4 separate regions of the Zea mays genome follow, and all the other regions are linked to region 1. A link is a contact called in public Hi-C data. All regions are on one chromosome and are shown on one strand. Each heading gives the region's core, a stretch centred on a gene start, on an enhancer-like site or on the middle of the called end of the contact. The rest is flanking DNA. Distances are from core to core; before and after follow the strand shown.

The links. A called contact is a pair of places that touch in the nucleus more often than the background predicts.
Region 2: a Hi-C map of ear shows a contact between it and region 1, with 1.7 times the contacts expected there. The contact joins the promoter of LOC100279854 here to the promoter of LOC100383246 in region 1. A contact is called at or near these places in 3 of 25 Hi-C or Micro-C datasets (ear, endosperm and tassel).
Region 3: a Hi-C map of ear shows a contact between it and region 1, with 3 times the contacts expected there. The contact joins the promoter of LOC100382414 here to the promoter of LOC100383246 in region 1. A contact is called at or near these places in 12 of 25 Hi-C or Micro-C datasets (bundle sheath, ear, endosperm and 5 more).
Region 4: a Hi-C map of endosperm shows a contact between it and region 1, with 2.6 times the contacts expected there. The contact joins the promoter of LOC103650497 here to the promoter of LOC100383246 in region 1. A contact is called at or near these places in 4 of 25 Hi-C or Micro-C datasets (ear, endosperm, leaf and 1 more).

Annotation. Positions count from the first base shown.
Region 1 is chr3:124,843,638-124,846,790 of Zm-B73-REFERENCE-NAM-5.0, reverse strand. LOC100383246 reads left to right here and starts at 1,612. Exons shown (of 6, transcript NM_001175907.1): 1 at 1,612-1,835; 2 at 2,547-2,696. The coding sequence starts at 2,669.
Region 2 is chr3:125,307,295-125,310,447 of Zm-B73-REFERENCE-NAM-5.0, reverse strand. It overlaps LOC100279854, which reads left to right and starts at 1,688. Exons shown (of 14, transcript NM_001152807.1): 1 at 1,688-2,620; 2 at 2,988-3,100. The coding sequence starts at 2,572.
Region 3 is chr3:125,206,196-125,209,348 of Zm-B73-REFERENCE-NAM-5.0, reverse strand. It overlaps LOC100382414, which reads right to left and starts at 1,681. Exons shown (of 7, transcript NM_001175157.2): 1 at 1,344-1,681; 2 at 1,193-1,257; 3 at 1,034-1,077; 4 at 1-939. The coding sequence starts at 1,601.
Region 4 is chr3:124,569,448-124,572,600 of Zm-B73-REFERENCE-NAM-5.0, reverse strand. It overlaps LOC103650497 (Chaperone DnaJ-domain superfamily protein), which reads left to right and starts at 1,427. Exons shown (of 9, transcript XM_008676083.4): 1 at 1,427-2,564. The coding sequence starts at 2,244.

The DNA of each region.
Region 1 (3,153 bases), core at 363-2,862:
CCGCCCACTCCACTACCTGCCAAAACAACTTTGGTAAAGGTCGCCTTGCCCTGCCGTAAAACAAGATTTCCATTCTTTTTAGGACGGACCGAATGAGCACTTTATTATTAACACCACTCTTTAGACATGATCCGCTGCTATAGTTTCACTAGCTAGGGTATGACCGAGTATCATGTTGTTGGTTTTGGATTAAAACATTAATAACTGTAATGTATAAAGATAAAACATTACATTAAAAACCGATATGGATTAAAGCGAATCCAACAGACTGTATTTTATTAAAATGATAAAAATGTTAAAAATTTTATGAGGGTGCTCCCAGTTAGGGATGGCAACGGGGAATTCCCCGTCGGGTTTTAGCTCCCCATCCCCGTCCCCGCGACGAATAATTTTCCCCGTGGGGATCCCCACGAACGTTTGCGGGGGACATTTCTTCCCCATCCCCGTTACCCGCGGGGATAAATCCCCATCGGGGATCCCCGTACCCGCTTAAATTATAATTAGATCGTACTTCATTTGTTATTAATGTAAAACATTGTCACTTATACACATTGTTAGATGTAAAAATCATTATGTATACATTAAAATGAACGCATTTGTACAACTAGTGATCTTTTGTAAATATAACTATTTATTTCTATTATTAACTATTATATAAAAACATTGTCATATGTAAGTTTAACGGGTCCCCGCGGGGAACGGGGATGGGGAATGCTTCCCCATCCCCGTCCCCGTTTACCCGTCGGAGGAGGAATTTTCCCCATTTACATCCCCGTGGGGGAAGAAATTTCCCCATCCCCGTCCCCTAATGGAGGAATTCCCCGCGGGGAATCGGGGATCGGGTCCCCATTGCCATCTCTACTCCCAGTGCTATGGATCCGAGCGCTCAATTTCGGAATTATCGATCTGTTACTATAAAATGATACGGTAGTAAATAAAGCAAGAGAGCACAAGCCCTTTTTTAGCCAACAACTACATGGAATTCGCGCGGTGGTACTAGAAGCATCTAGTGGTGTGGTGGGGTGTCGCAGGATTCAAACGATTGCTGGTGCCTGGTGCACGCCACAAGTGATGAAGTGAAGTGACAACGGATCCAACGGCTTTTCCATCTCGTCCTTTATGCGAACTTTTATTTAAACTTTATTTTAAAAACAATACTATATATAATGTAAAATCGTGTTTCATATGACCATATACACGACTTGTTAGATACAGCCTAAGGCTATGTCCAGCAATTTTTTTTATCTCTATCTTCTATTTTCAAATTCAAAACGGTGTTTTGCATGGTAGTATGTACGATTTGCTTTGTGGGCATAGCCTTGACGAGGGTGACGTTATTAAAGTTAAAAAGGTGTACTCACGATAATTAACCAACAATAGGATATGTAAATCCACATACCTAAAATATATTTTTAGTCCCGGAACATTTTATCTTGTCATATACGGCTAAATCGGCTACAACAAGTGTACCAAATGGTAATCTAATAGATAATTGAATAAAGACACAGGGAGATTAGAAAAAATATATAAATTGGCTAGAGGAAGATTGTGGCTGCGATGCATCCAGGTCCACGCCACCACTCTGATGCAGGTCACCAGCGATAGGCCCCACCGGCCACCACCCAGCCTCTTCCCCTCCACCCCTGCTCTCAAATTTGAGACCCAAACTATCCCGTCGTCGCCAGTCGCCACGCCGTCGGCCACGCCCCGACGACCAACACCTGCTCCCTCCGCCGCCGCCCGTGTCCTCCCGCTCCGTCCGCGCGCCGCCCTCATACCTCCAAGCGCGGTTGGATCTGCTCTGGGTCCAAGTCCGCTCGATCCTCCTCTCGTCGGTGAGTGTTCGTCTCCGCCCCATCCTCGCCGCCTCCACAGTGTTCTCTGTAGGTTCCCTGCGCTTTTGCCCGTCCAATCCGGAGAATTCGCTCTCCCCGTACACTTCGCCGTAGGCTTGTTCCCTGCCGCCCCACCTGCCCAATCCAATTCCGCCTTAACCCGTGTCTGGCTCCTCCAGTTCGCCGCGCGATACCAATCCCGTCGCCGATGTGCGGAGGCGCCGTGGTTTGTCTTCCGGAAACCTTAGGGTTCCATTCGACGCCCATGGGCCCCGTTCCTGGCGTCCTTCCGCTTGGGTATTCTCGCAGTGGCAATTATAACAAGGAGTCAATGAGGCAATGCTTTCGCCGCTGCTGGGCTTCTGTTGGGAAGTTGGGATGCACGAATTTCACGTACCGAACAGACGGTTCAAGTTCGCACGGTAACCGAGGGGAATTCACTCAGTTGCGAACCGCCAGTGGATCGTGACGCCTGCCGAGCTACTTGGGAGGCAGGAAGTTGTAGAGTGTGACTTGCTGTTTGCAGAACTTGTACTATTTTTCTCCTGTACACGTTTGAATTATTTCCTATCAATTTATTGCCGTAATGAGGTTCAGTATCTGGTTTTTGACAAACAAGTTTTGTGGTCTCTGAGATTCCTCACACTTAGGTTCTTGGCGTGCTTCATCCATGGGCTGCAGGTTGCTGACGAGCTTTGTGCTTGTGTTCAGGAAACTTTATGTGTGCCTTCATCCACGAAGAGCTGAAGATATCACATGACTAGTTGCAGTTAGTGTGGCTTTTCTCCCTGCTTGGTCCTGATTGTGTGCTTTGCCTTGCAAAGGAAGGAATCATGACCTCTGTTGTTCAGAGCGTTTCAGGTATGCTTAATTCATCCAAAGCTGTGTCATGTCATTTCACCCTAACACTAGAGTAGTGCATGGTGTATTGTATATGGAACGTATGCCACCTTTTTCTATGCTGTGAATTACTGTAGAGAATTTTTAATTATGTATGTGTTGCTGTCAGGGCTTAAGGAGGCCCACAGAGGGGCTACAGCAGCAGCAGCCATAGGCCCTCCAAGGGGGATTAGATAAGGATAGTTAGAGATAAGATTAGAATATTAGTTGAGATTATTTAGTAGATTAGTTGAGATTATCTAGGAAGGTTATCAGTTAGTAGTTTGTTGAGAGTTTTTAGGAGAGTTTAAAGGAGATAAGGATGTCTATGTAGATAGGGGCGGCCAACCGGCCTATTTATGTAAACAATGGATGAGAAATAAAGCAGACAAGAATTAGAAGGGAGAAACCCTCCTCTTGCTCGGCCGTGGGCAGAGGC
Region 2 (3,153 bases), core at 439-2,938, 460 kb before region 1:
TGGGTAACATGACTTGTGGGTAAAGATGCGCCACCTCTGCAGAGTGTAAAACTGGTATACTAGCCGTGCTCACGGTCATGAGCAGCTCGGACCCTCACATGATTAATCTATGGAACTTAAATTCAATTTGTCATATGCATTGCATCGCAGGTGATGTTGTTACTTCTGTTCTACTATTTAATTGGGTTGGTATTTACTTATACTTAGTAATGGCTAATAAAATTTTGACCAACTTTAAAAGCAATGCTCAGCTTCAGTCATCCCCTTTGGTAAGCCTTACACTTCACATTAGCTCCCACCTTTGGCGAGTTCATACACATTATTCCCCACAACTTGTTGAGCGATGAACGTATGTGAGCTCACTCTTGCTGTCTCACACCCCCCCACAGGTCAAGAACAGGTACCGCATGATGAGGCGCTTGGAGGATGCTGTGACGAGTTCGTGAGAGGTCTAGGCCGTCGTCTCCCAGTCAGCTTTGGGTTGCTGGATCGTTTCCTCATATGATGTAATTATTTAATTATTTTTGTACAGAACTCCTGTTATATAGTAAAGATGTGACATTCGATCCTGTGCCACTATGCATCATATGTGTGAGACTTGGTCCCAGCACACCTGGTGTTTATGTTCGCGCCCGGGTTTTTGACCCCTAAAATCCGGGTGTGACACGGGGGGAGGAGAGGAACCTTCACGACGGAGCTGCGGCGCCGGGGTGGGTGCGGCAACCCTAGCGAAACTGAAGGGTCAAGGGAACGACCGCGGCGGCGGTGGTGAATGATGATGAGAGGGTCCGGATGGAGGAGAGAGACCGTACCTGCGAAGACGACGACGGGGGAGGAGAGGTACCTTCACGATAGGGTTGCGGCGCCGAGGTGGGTGCGCCAACCCTAGTGAAACTGGAGTGTCACGGGAACGACTGCGGCGGAGGAGGAGAATGATGAAGAGAGGGTCGGGATGGAGGAGTTCGCTCGTACCTGCGAAGACGACGATGGGGGGAGGAGAGGGAGCGGCGGCGACGCGGTGGGTGTGCGAGAACCCTAGCGAAGGGAGGAGAGCTTTCGCCCGAAGCCAATTGATGGCCGCTTCTAGCGTACCGTTGCGTGGTCGCTTCTATTCGAAGCGCGGCGCGGAAAAGCCGCGCAAGAAGCTGTACGTTTGGGATCAGCTTCGGCTTCTGGCGGCCAGAAGCCCCCAGAAGCTGAACCAAACGGAGGCTAAGGCCCTGTTCCAATCTCGCGAGATAAACTTTAGCAGCTTTTTTTTAGCTACTTTTAGCCATTTGTAATCTAAACAGGAGAGCTAATGGTGGTAATTGAAACTAAACTTTAGCACTTCAATTTATATAGCTAAAGTTTAGCAGGAAACTAAAGTTTATCCCGTGAGATTGAAACGGGGCCTAAGACTTCTCATTTAAAGCTTGCACAGATGCACCGCCGTTATCGTGATGTACAAAAACCACAACTATAAAAACTACGCGAAAGACGATGACGACGTGTAAGCAACATTTTCTCCAAAAAGTAATCCACATGGTTCTTGCTCTTGAAGGAGTCAGTCAAAACCCAAAACCTTCCGAGCCACAATACAGATTTTTCTAATAATTAAAAGATATAAAGGGAAGAAATAAATCTACCTTTTTTTACTGTCTCCGAGAAGATCTCTCTCTGCTGTTCTTCCTTCCCCATAAACCAAAAGAGAGGGGAAAAAAGAAGAAAGAAAGCAAGGAGCACCGCACCACTCCACTCCACTTCCCTCCTCGATCCAGCCATGGCGGCCTAGGCCCCCTAGGGTTCCCTGTCAGCCCCCACCCAGGCGCCTCCTGCCGCTTCCTCCGCTCCCACCCGGTGGTCGCGCTGCCCGATTCGGCCGCCGGCGTCGAATGGGAGGCGACCCGATGCTCGAAGCCGGCCGTTGCCGCGCGCTGCCGACGGAGATTCCCTGAGCTCGGCGGCGGGTTCCCGTGCTCGCCGAGCGATGACTCTCGGCGCCGGCGCTGCCCAAGGCACTGGGTCTAGGGCGCGTGGCTGGTTGGGAGCGCGCCGTGCGTGCAATGGGGGATTTAAGGCGGTTCTGTAGAGTCGCCGCGGCGGTCTTGGTTCTGCGAGCGCGTGGCCTGCGCTCGTGAAGGTAGGGCTGTCTAGCTGCTCCTTCGTCTGATGAGCTCAGCTTCTGCGTCCCGCCTCGTTTTGTGCCCGCGTTTGCTCCGGCGGCTGCCCAAAGCCCAGCGGATCGGGCCCTGCTCATTTCGGCGCTTCTCTTCGGTTCTTTGTGGAAAGGGAGGAGCTGTGAGGTGTTGCTTGGCGAGGGTGCGCAGCTGAGGATTCCGGGCATGAGGTCAGCAATGACGCGCATTTGTCGCGACAGGCCGGAATTCGAGTAGCGGTTTCTTGAAGTGGATTGGCTGCTGCTGCGTGGGAAGGGGGAAGCGGCGGCATCAACAGCCGCAGAGGAAGGCTTACTCTGAAGCGGAGGGGAAGCAGGCTGGCATTGCTACTGGGAGCATGGCGAGGTGCTAAGGACGTGCAGGTTCCGCAATCACCGCATCTTGGTGTTCTTGTTTCAGGTCGTAGTGGGAGATGAACCTCTCACCGCCCAGGATGTCGGAGCCATCGCTTGAAAGTGACGGTATGTCACGGATCACAATTTTGGCATTGATTCAGTTCAGAACTTCTCAACTTGTGTTGATGTCTGCATGGGATAGTGGATTATGCAATGTTGTCATTGTGCATTCATGTTTCCAAACAAATGATGAAAACCGGCTTGCTCTTGTATATATGCACGATTACATTCGTTCATTCATATTCTTCATTGATTTGCTCAAAAAGAAAAGGTTCATGCATTGCTCGGCTTCACTCATGGTTCACATGTTCTAGTATTATTGGTATTCACTGAACCTCCTCTTGTCTGTAGCCAAGTACGAATAGTAGGGTTCACATGAACTCTGCTTTCTGGTGGCTTCCTGTTCCACTCATGTGTGTTTGGCATTTTGCAGGGGAACAAAGGTGTCTGAACTCGGAGCTATGGCATGCATGCGCAGGGCCCCTTGTGTCCCTTCCTGTGGTTGGGAGCCGGGTCGTCTACTTTCCCCAGGGCCATAGTGAGCAGGTCGGTCACTCGGTCACAAAGCAGTTTCTTTGAATAAACTAGACATGGCCGAG
Region 3 (3,153 bases), core at 432-2,931, 360 kb before region 1:
CTGCAAAACCATTGCTTAGACTTTCGTTGGCTGTGCAATCTTCTTTCCCAGTCACAGGGGGAATGCTTCCTTCAACTTCTTCTAGCTTCCGTTTTTTGCCAGCAACTGCATTTTCATTTGACGACTTCCCTTGGTTACCTTCTTCAATCTCCATTACACTCTTGTTCGCATCATCTTGTTTTGGGACTGAATCTTTCCCTGCAGCCTCTTTACCTTCCACCTGAACAGTTTCTTCAGGGTTAGACTTCTTCCGCTTTTTTTTGGCCTTTTTCTCATTATCATCCTTGACTGTTTCTACAGCACCATTCTTTCCCTTGGCACCATCAGCCTCAGCAGGTGCACTTCCTGCATCAGTCTTCTCTGAAGTCCCGGCAGATGATTTCTCTTTCTTCTTCTTTTTCCTTTCCACAGCACCACTGCAGTCATCAGCACTGTCATTCTGACCTTTTGGTTCTACCTCTCTTCCATTGAGCTTTTCTGCTGCCTCAAACTTGTTAAGTATTGCTAATTCTGCCTTTTCCAGCCTAGCTTCGACATCATCATCCTTTCCCTGCTTCTTGTTTTTCTTCTTCTTCTTGCCATCAAGCTTATGATCATCCTCCTTCACTGTTTCAGTTGTTTCGCCGCTGCCAGCGCCCGCAGCTGAGGGGTCACCCTTGTCCTTCTTCTTCTTCTGTTTCTTCTCCTTGGCCTCATCGTCCTTCTGGTCGGCGTTCTTCACAATTTCAGTTGTTCCCTCGCTAGCAGCATTCGCAGCTGAAGGGTCACCCTTGTCTTTCTTCTTCTTTTGTTTCTTCTCTTTAGCCTCACCGTCCATATTTTCAGTCGGCTTTTCCTCAGCTAAAGGCTCGATCGCCTTGCTCTCAGGCTCACCGGCTTCTGTGCCGCTCCTCTTTTTTTCCTTGCCAACTTCTCCTGCTATATCATCATTTTCCTTGTCTGCGCCAGTGAATTCCAGTCAGCGGGAACCAAAAGTAAATAAAGGTATCGATCAAAGGCAAACGACAACAATTTGAACAAACAAAGCTGCTACCTTGCTCATCGCTTCCCAGAATGGCAGCCGCCCGAGTTGAATTGCTGTTCGACATCCAAATTTGCATCAGTAACCGATCATACTGTGCTAGTAAACAGCACACGCCACTCACCAATCGAAGCAATGTGGCAAAGGTAAAATGATCATTGGAAATAGTACCTCGACTCTAAGAATCTGGCAACCAGCTCCTCCAAGTTCACCTGTGACGACCCCCACGCACCGGCCTGGAACCAGAAATTCCCCAATCCTGCGCCTCAGCAACAGCGCACCAAAACGGCAACACCACAAACGTACAGGGGGGAGAGGGTACCTCGAGGCCGGCCTCGGATTGGAGGGCGACGAGCGTGCGCGAGAGCCCAGCGGACTCGAGGAAGGCGGCGACGGAGGCGACCACCGCGGCCCTCGCGCCAGGGACCGGGGCGGCGGCGGCGGCGGCGGCTCCATTGGCCACCTTGGCCTTGGCCTTCTTCTTCTCCTTCTTGGATTCCTCCTTGGCCATGGCGGAAGAGGCGGCGGCGCGGGGCTGTGATGAGGCGGCGAGTACGACTTGGCGCGGGACGAAGAGCATCGGGCGGCTAGGGTTTGCAGCCGCGGGGTTTATACTTGGAGCCTTGGATGTCGGAACGGTGGAGTGGCATGGTACAGTGACGGGCGTACTGGGGAGCACGGTCGTTTAGTCGCGTGAGATTCTATGACGTACGGGCCCGGATTGAGCGGGTCCGTGCGGTCAGTGAGGGGATGGGTGGTCCACGCGACGGCGAGCCGTAGGAGAGTGTTGGGTGGCCGGGCGGGGAAGCTTCTGGAAGGGCACGAAGGTATGCTCCGACAGTGGGGTCCACTGTCATTCGGCGGACAGGAGTATAAAGCCGCTGTTCTTCTAACTGGTTTTCTTTAACCTATGTTATATAGTCGCTCACTCCGTTCTAAAAGGAAAACTTCGTACGTGATGAAGTATTATTCCTTTGTCCAAATTAAAATTAGTTTTAAGAAATTAATAGATTCATATTTAATTTATATATATGTTTAGATTCAGCATCATCTATTTTAATATAGACATAAAAATAAAAGCTGAAATGAATATTATTTTAGGATGAAGGGAGTATTTTTATATACTCTCCATTCAAATTACAAAATATATTATCTATTTTAGATGTATATATATTTACTTTGTACCTAGACATATGTATTAGTAAACACACAGTAAAAGCTACATATACATTTTTAGGAAAAAAATATTCAAAATAGAAGAAGTATTTATTTGGTGTGTATATGATATTGATTTTCCTATAAAATTTGTCGATCTTAAGATATCTCGACCGTAGATGATTTTAAAATTGGTTTACTTTAGGCACAAAGGTAGATGTGTTTAAATATACGCTAGGTGGATACATTTTTTTTGCTACATGTTACTTATCTATTTTTCATATGATAATTACTATATGAATTAATTAAGTATTCAAAGTGACTAATTGATACTAGTTTAAAAAATATATCCTCAACTATTTTTGAGGCAAACAACCCACGTATCATGTCATTTTACTTAGTCACTTAGGGTCTAAGCAACCTAATTTTTAAGAAACTAGTTTCTAGAAACTGGTTTATGAAAAAAAATGGTGAGGGTGTTTTTTGGAATCTAGTTTTTAAGAAACCAATTTCTTGTTTTTTGAATACACAATGGCTAGTCTACCCTTCCTCTCAGGGACGCCGGACGCCCACACATCGCAAACTCGTTTGAAGCGATTTGCTAATAGGTGATGCCACATAGAAGTTGCTAGGTGATGGGAGACGTGTCGATGTTTGGACCGTGGGCCCTTAACCAACTAGTAAATATGTCGCGTGGCCGACTCTAGATGGTGTGCGAGAAGACACAAGCAGTTATTCTGGTTCGGGCAACACAAGGCCATACTTCCAGTAGAGGGGATGAGGCTTATATTACTCGCATCGTGGTGTTTGTAGTAGGGGTTTACAAGCACGGCGTGAGAGGGGAAGTCCCCAAGTCCCTAAAGATGATTGAGGCAAGTGCCAATATCTAAGACAAAGTGAAGGGGTGAGCGTTCGTCTGCGTGTGTTGTGGATCTCCTCACTGGAGGGACCACTGCCCTATTTATACACGAAGGGGG
Region 4 (3,153 bases), core at 178-2,677, 270 kb after region 1:
AAATAGCTTTTCCACAAAAAACTATTTTTCAACAAAAATTGAGCTATAACTATTTTTAGACAAGCAAACACACCATAAATAGGCCCATAGTTTTTGTTTGAAAAAGACTCAGTTCAATATTGCTACCTAAAAAGTAGCTCAGCAGTTTCCTGTGGCATCAACATTTCTTACTTCTTTTCTCTGAGACATGATTATTGGCGATTTTAAAATACGCTCGCTCGGTGACAGCTGACTGTATACGACGCTTCACAACTTCCTATGCATATTTCCTAAGCTAACCCTGCGAACCTTACACATTTCAATTTAATGTCACCTAGGGTGGATCTTAAATAAGGCTATCCATAGTGTAGGTTACTTTAGAGCTGCTCCAATAATTATATATAATTGTACTAACTAAATCTTAAATTTAGCAAGTCCTTAAATAAAATAAGAAGTAAAAAAAACTCATCTCATCTAATAGTTCTCTATATATTACTTTCTAAATATGTTAAAACTTGTCATGTCACCGGTTTTGAGTGAGACCAATCATTTCTCCCTTTTTGTTTTCATCTTCCTTTGGTAACTCAATCTCAAAATTGTGACCTCGTCACGTCAACTGATTCAACACGATGTGTTTGCATTTTGATTTCTTGCCACAATTATTTGTTTGTTTATTCTCGACCTATGCATGTGCAATTGTGGCATTATCTAACATTTAATCTCTAGCTTTACTAGCTGTTGCAATTGTGCATCTCCTGCTGTCGACACATGGGCTCTGTAGAATGGAGAAAGACGTCGAAATAAAAAATGCGCCAATATTATGTTTTGGGAGTTGGTAAATAGTTGTCAAATGTACGGAGAAAACAAGGCTAGACGAGACATAACTAAATTTAGTAAGTTTATTTACAGAACTGTTGGGGAGGAGTTTTTGGATTAACTACCTAAATTATTGATTTAGGAAGTATTTTAGAAAAGTATTGGAGTTGCTCTAAACTTTAGCACTACCCTTTTAGTATGTATGTTTGGTTCTCTACGTGGTAAATTTTAGCAAAAAGTGTTGTGCTAAACTTTAGTGCGATGAAAACAAACATACCCTATAAGCAGCTAAACACTCCATTATTATGGTGATTAATAGCTCAAGTTTAAGCACAAGAGCATAAATGAACTTTGTTCTCGTACCACGTTTTCTCTTTATCTATTACTATTGGTGTACCCATGTTTTGAACCAGTATTAATTTCCATTCTCATCATCATCAATTAAACGGAGGAGTTATTGAAAATTTTCCCAAACTCATAAAATTGTTAAAATCTCAGTCACTACCTGTCACTCATCCTCCTCCTGCTGGTGTCACTGTTACTCATTCAATTGGCAGCTTCTCTGACCTTTCTTAGTTTAATCTCTTCTGCAGCAGAACAAAACACCTCCTTTTCCCTCTCTAACCAGTAACCAGTCGTCCCAAATCCATCAGCAGTTCACCACTGAGCAGTAGCACCCGTCTCCTCTCCTCTGCCCAGTGCCCATGCTTCCCCCGTTCCATTGAAAGTAGCAATCAACACTGTCTCCTCTCATCTCTCCACTCGCACTATTCCCAAGCTACAGCCCTAATCCTGTCTCTCCTCATCTTTTCTCCCTCTGCCCTCTTTCGCAAGATCTCTCCTTCGTATTCTCTTTTCGCTTTTAACTCCACGGCAGTCCCTCTTCTGTCACGAGCCAAGCCGAGCGCAGCCAGCAAAAGAGAGCGACGCCGCCTGCACCAAAGCTCGGATTCCCGTCTATTTTACCCCCGCCCCCGCCGACTCACCGTCGCAAGATCCATCCGCAGGTGTCGGCGGCCCGCGGCCCGTGCGAAAGATGGTGCCTTTCCTAGGCTCCCCAGTGTTCTGTCATCGTTTCTTGGCCCCTATCTAAAGCGGCGGTTTCCAGGGAGCTGCCGTCCCCGCCCAATTCAGCTGAGGTGGCGGCAAGTGGGTTTAGGGCTCGATTCAGTGTGTTGGGTCGTGTCTGACTCTGACCCGGTGGGGAGCGGTGGTTCTTGGCTAGTTCTTGAGCTGGTTGCGGCGCTTATCCCTCTTCCTGGAGTTGTTGGATTGGCTTGGGGGAAGCAGATTCTTGCCACCGAGGGTCCAGCCTAGCGAGCTGCTGCTTCGGTTATCGTAGAGGAGTTTTCCTTTTGTGTTCGGTTGGGGGGAGAGAGATGGTGCTCTTGCGTTCTCTGGATTGAGCATTCCGATTGGATTTCGGCGTTTCGTGCGGCTTCCAGTCCATGGAGGATTTGGGGCTGTGGAACCAGGCGTGGATGTGGGTGCTGTCCCAGAAGCACATCCTGGCGTGGGCGCACACGGCGGCGTGCGGCAGCAGGGAGCGCCTCGCCTTCTTGGTCGATCGCCACTGGCCGGCCGTGTCCCGGGGCTGCGCCACCTCCTCGCGCCTCACGCTCGCCGCACTGCGGCAATGGCGTGGGTGTATGGCGCGCGGGGTGCTGGCGGTGGCGAGCCTCGGCCCTGCCGCCGTCTTCGTCATCCTCTGGAGCTTCTTCGTGTGCATGACCTCGCCGGCGTGCGCCCTCTACGCGCTTCTTAGCCTGGTTCGTGCTCAGCAAATCCTACTTGCCTTGTTGCTTCTGGACTTTAGCTCAGATTTGATTTACCGGATAAGGATTTTGGGTGACGGATTCTAAATCTTGGCATGTGCTGCTTATCCAACTTTGCGTTGCATGTGAGGTTACATTTCTTTACGAAAGTGGTTAAAGTGTTGCCTGATGGATGGTGAAAAAAATAGGATAGGATGGCTCAAACTGTGCCACCACTGGTTGTCTTCATGTGTTGCTGCCAAATGTTTGTGTGAAGCTTTTAGTAGTAAGCTTCTTCTGTGATATCTCAAAGTAATATCTATGAACCGTTCACTGCGTTTTCAACTTCTTTTATACTACTAGCTAGTCCTATCTAGTTTGTTTTGCTACCAAAAACATGATTCTTGCAACTTAGTAGTAGTAACATATGTGAACTGCTCACTGCGTTTTAAGCTTCTGTTTGGTTTGGTACTTTGGTTTGCTACCAAAGTTATTAGGATGGTGATGAAACACAACAGTTGGATGAATATGACCTGACCTAGTCCTGTTATAATATGAACAACGCAGTCCTACTTTGGTATAATATGACTGTGTTGTTCATATT